2 separate regions of the Capra hircus genome follow, and region 2 is linked to region 1. Evidence: chromatin contacts called from public Hi-C data. All regions are on one chromosome and are shown on one strand. The core of a region is the stretch at or near the end of the contact, and the rest is flanking DNA. Distances in the headings are between cores, read along the strand shown. Region 1 holds the start of CHD2 (chromodomain-helicase-DNA-binding protein 2). Region 2 has its middle 79 kb from the start of CHD2.

Region 1 (2,640 bases), core at 103-2,602:
GAAAGGCCCCCTTGAATAAAGGTACCTTACCTTTTGACTGCTGTAAGAGGCCTTAAGTCACAACTTAACTTTCATAAATTGCTACCAAAAAATTAGGGTGTGGCATATTAGCAATCTCAAGGTCACGCTTTAAAAAACGAACTCAAATTAGTAAAATACTTAAAATAAAACAGACAGCTATCCTTGTCTGTCAAGGTAAACAATGTAAGCTGAGGTTTCCCCAAAAAAAAGAAAAAAGGAAGAAAGTTGATAGCTCATACCTCGATGCATTGCTGTGTAGCGAACTGTCCTCCTCTTGGCTTTTGTCCTTATTTCTCATCATCTTTTAAGTCTTAAATATTAAGGGGGAGGGGGAATCTGTGTTTGCTTTGAAGTCCTGTGCCCAGGTATTTACTGTCAAAAGTTGAAAGAAAGGTAAGGTCCCAGCTTCTATCGATGGCTTTATTATCAGGAACAAAGTCCTGACTATGTAACGATATTGTTATAACACAACGGCGGTAAGCACCAAAAAACAAAGTATTTCTATTTTTTCCTTTAAAAAAGAAAAAACATGATAAACCGAACAGAGGGAATCATCACTATCAATAAGGAAAGTTTCTCAAAGTAACACACTGGATACAAATAACAATCTCTGTATCTTATTGCGTCATCCAGGAATTTCACATATTTACAGAAAATAGAGCAAACTTAAACATGTAAATCTTTTAAATTACCACTAATGATCGTGAACTTACCTGATCCATGTAGTAGGTCCAAAGCAAGAGTCCTATCTAGTAGTAGAAAAATATCAGATCCCAAATAATTAAAAATAAAAACGAAATTCTCCGTTAAAAAGCAAAAAATAAATAATATAATCCTCAAATATGTTAACTGTTCAAAAAAATAAAGCAACAATTAATCCTGAAACGGGTCCGGAAGAAAAAAAACCTCATTAGGAGAGCGCACAAAAATGGAGGTGCGCCATGGCTTCTAAGCTGGAAAAAACAACGACCTGGGCTCTCAGTACGGCTGCTTCTTTCCAACAAGGCACGAAAAGAAAGCTCCCAAAAGCTGCTTTTCTCCCTAAAACAGGTTCGAATCGACCCCAGTAAGTCACTAGGAGAGGCAGGGGGCTGCGGGGGCCCCCTGAGGCTGCCCGAAAGTTAGGGAAAGTTGCGTAAAGTGAGGCGAAGGCAGGGAGCTGAGCGCGCTCTCTCTAAGGCACAGCCGCCATCTAGAGCCTCCTTCCCAGCTCTGAGCTCTGCCTTTGATTGACACTCTCTACATTTACCCCACAACTCAGGTGATGTACCATAGACCCACCCCTTCATCTCCACCAAAAAAAAAAAAAAAAAAAGATCCTCCATCCCAGGGAGCCTAAGGACCCCTACCCCCACCCCTCCCTGCCCCTCCAGACCACCCCATCAGGCGGAGGGGGGAGGGTTTCTTAACCCCCTCTGGCTCAAACACCCTTTTTAAGCCAGAGAGAAATGTAATTTGTTCCTTTTGTCTAAAGATCTGCTAAATATTTCAGTCCTTGAGCTAAAATAACTTCCTCTCTGGACAGGAAGTGGTGTTTTATCAAGCCATTTTGAAAAAGGGATAATTCTTAGGAGAATATAAAGCTCAGCTTAAGTACTAATCTTTTTAAAAACTACCCCCACCATGGTAAAATGGTTTCTAAATAAAAGCAAAACCTCAATTTCATAAATTAAAATTCAAGTTTTGCCTTCCTTATGAAGCCTAAAAATTATCTCAGGATTAAATTTAAGGGGGAATTTTCCATCCCATCTGAAAGGAAGGGGCACAAGAGCGCCTCCCTAGTGTTCAGTTGCATTAGGGCAAAAATTAACGCAACTAGTTTTTATTCAAAAATCTCAACTTTTCTTTGTATTTTCACAAGATTCTTTAACCCATTATACAACCTTGCCAAAACCATACCCCAAAAATTCTCATACCATACTGATTCAGGCAAAAACAATGTCATTAAATTCAAGAGCATGAAACTACCAATGAAAAAACAAACCCAAGAAACTCCACCTCCAAAACCGACACATGTATTTCAACCATCCCCTTGTATTCCAAATCAAATTCTAAGTATATGCCCATTTCAACAATGATAAACTAGTAACAATCTGTCATATCTGATGGAAAAGTTACCAAAGTAATATCACAGGGCAAGCTCTCCTACATATCAAAACCATGACATCTACAGAAACAAAATCACTAATGCCAAAACCAAATTATTCAACTTTCTCAACAAGCACCCCAAGAAAACATTCACACATACAAAAATAATCAACTTTCCTATTCAGCGTTATCTGCCAGAACACCACCCTTCCCTCACTGAGAAGCCAACTTTAGATTTATACTCAACAAAAGCAATAATTTGCACCCGGGTAAATGTAAAATCCATAACCAAAACCCAGTCTCAATTCCACAGTTTCTACAAAAGATAATTTTGTACCAAAATCAAAATCCAAAATTCCACTTTTGATTTATATAAACCAACCAACTCAAATCAGCCAATGAGAATGAATACAACATTTCTATTGATCACTGACTTGTGTATCCTGGTATTTGACATTAATTACAAACATGGTGTGATTAACATTTTCTCACCAAAACAAAAGCTGAACTATCATTTGTTCTCTATATAAT
Region 2 (2,640 bases), core at 45-2,544, 79 kb after region 1:
AAAAGAGTCTGACACGACTGAGTGACAAAATGCAAAACATCAGTTACAAACTAGGTGTAGTGCTCTTTTAGGACAAGTAAAGACAAGCTGTTTAATAGTGGTTCTTCCTTGATATTGGCATTCTGAGTGATTTTTTCTTTGTCTTCGTCTGTATTATTTATATTGTGTCAAACATAATTTAAGTAATATAAACTAAAAACGTATCTGAAAAAGTCAAGTGAAGAAGGTACCAAGGTGTACAAATATAATCCCCCCAAACAAACTTCCGTGTCTACAAGAACAAGTTATCTCTGAATTGCTAGGCTACAGGTTCTTTTAATTTCCTTTAAAAAAAAATCAAATTTGCTATTATGAAATATTTAAAACTTTAAAATACATTTTCTCCTTTTAACAGGAAGGCAGTGCTAGTGAAATTCTGGAGGCAAACAACTGAAGGCCCGAGGATGCAAATTCTTGTGCTCCTGAGTAACAGGGGCATTTGCAGAAAAAGTTGCCCAAGTTTGTGTCTGTAACTACAAAAGGAGAAAGAGGAGGCAGCCTCCTTTAGTTGAACAAAGGAAGGATTTGCTCGGAAGAATTTGCATTCTTTTCCCAGGCTCAGGGAAGGGACGGTTCTAACCCCTCCAGGTAAAAAGATCCTTTAAAAACTTCTTCCAGCCCCTTCTGCCAAGTGCTGGACAAGGCCGAAGTGACATCTCTGAAGGCGCGGTTACAAAACAGGAGTGGGTGAAGGGAGATTCTCTCAAATCTCTGGGTTTAAAAAACAAACGAAATCCGCATTTAAGCCTTAAAATACACTAAGCTGTTTTTTTAATCCCCCCCACCCGTTTCCCCGCCCGACCCCATTATACTGTTTCTAGTCTATCAGGTAACAGCAACGCAGTTTTGATCACAGCCCAAGTTTTTAAATCCCCACCAGACTGAGGAAACTGTGAGGGCATCTTCATAGAGAAATTAGTGTCCTTCTGCTTTGTCAGTGTACCAGGGCCCTTTTTACATTCAGAAAATTTTCTTTGAACTCCCAAACCTTTGGGAGGCGAGTTCCATTATTTAAAAACAAAAACAGTCGCTTCCTTTCAACTTGTCGACAGTCTCATAAATTAGCAAGAATCTGAACCTTAACTCTCAAAAACGAGATTTATTTCAAAAACAAGGACTGACGTCTCTCCTTTATTCTAAATATACCACCACAAGCCGAATGGCAGTGTTAACTATTTTTACCCACACTTGGTCTGCTGCGTCAAACTCAAGTAAAACGAAACTGGATGAAGAAAGAAAACGGAGTCGGACCGTTGGCCAGGCAGAGGTAGAAAGACTCCGTATTCCATTTCTAGATCCTTGGACAACTAAGGGGAAACTGCGGGCCTTTATGGAAAGGCCACCCAATGCTCGTTGATTTTGCTTTATTTCCTGCACCGTGTAATTTGCAACCATCCACACCTACATTTTTTATTTCTGAAAACACGTACAAGGTGACATGTAACAGAACTTCGAACTCTGCCACACACTGGCGATCCCAGAACAGCTCCTGTGTGTACAAGTCAAACTCCCACCACGACTGGACAGGGTCGGGAATCTACTTAAAAGTCCAGATTATCTAGGGTCTTTTTTTTTTTTTTTTGCCTCCATCAGAAGGGAAGCAGTGCTAAGCCTCTGAACAAAGGCAGGAAACGGTAACCGAAAATGGTAGCAAAGAGAAGGCGTTTTCACTCAACTAGGACTCCCTGGCTCGATGTGCCGCACTTAATCAGAGGACGAAAACGCCCGGAGAAAGGCGTTTCTGCCGTCCTTGTTGGCAGGGAGCGACAAACGAGGGGACAAATGGAAACGGGCCGCGAATGATAAGCTGGCCGGCGGGCTCATGAGAACGCGCGGCGGTGACTCTGGTCGAGCTGGCGCAGAGTGTGCGCTGGGCCCACGCCCCCGTCTACGTCCGGTCGGGCGACCTCAGACGCTCGAATAGAGGGACCGGGCACCACTTCGCCCACCCCACCCCGCGAACGCCGCCCTTTACGGGACCCGTGGTCTCAGGGGATCCCAACGGACCCCGCCCCCTGCCGCCGCCATCTTGCTGTTTGCCTCCCTCCCGGCCGGCCACGTGGCACTTTCTCTCAGCGGAAGCCGAGGCACCGCCCCAACTTCCGGCCAGACCGGTTCCAGCCGGCCGCGGCCCGCAGACGCGCGGCTGCCCCCTGGCGGCCGGTTGCGCGCCGCGCCGTGCCGCCCCGCCCGACCCGGCCCTCGCCATTCCCTTCCCGGCCCGTCGCACGTATGTGCGCCGCGGCGCGTCCCGGGGGCAGGGCTCCCGATGCACCCCGCCCGGGGCGGGCCCGTCCCCCAGGGGCTTTCGCGTGGGTCCCGGGCATCTTTACACGCAGTTTAAACTGTAAGCTGGTGCGGCCGCAGCCACGAGGTTTTGGCACGCGGTGTCTTGTGTTTCAGGACTTTGAAACCGGAACCTCCCACCTCGCTTTTCCGAAGCGGCTTCTGCCCTCCGTCGGCGCAGAGTCCCAGCGGGGTCCGCCCCGAGCGCGTGCACCGCCCCGCGGGTTCCCGGACGCGGGATGGGGAGCCACGTGCGGGCTAGGGCGCCCCGATTCCGGTGCTCCCGGCTGTCTTCACTTTACCCCCCCGGCCCCA

Evidence for each region. A called contact is a pair of places that touch in the nucleus more often than the background predicts.
Region 2: a Hi-C map of blood shows a contact between it and region 1, with 6 times the contacts expected there. The contact joins the enhancer-like site here to the promoter of CHD2 in region 1. A contact is called at or near these places in 3 of 5 Hi-C or Micro-C datasets (blood and liver).

The regions. Positions count from the first base shown.
Region 1 is chr21:13,417,400-13,420,039 of ARS1.2, forward strand. It overlaps CHD2 (chromodomain-helicase-DNA-binding protein 2), which reads right to left and starts at 1,353. Exons shown (of 39, transcript XM_018065977.1): 1 at 735-1,353; 2 at 261-393. The coding sequence starts at 322.
Region 2 is chr21:13,496,782-13,499,421 of ARS1.2, forward strand. No RefSeq gene overlaps it. Among named protein-coding and RNA genes, the nearest start is that of CHD2, 79 kb to the left of the region's middle. Within about 2 kb of position 1,295, at least 5 of the 5 cell types and tissues checked have an H3K27ac peak or open chromatin away from gene starts, as enhancers often do.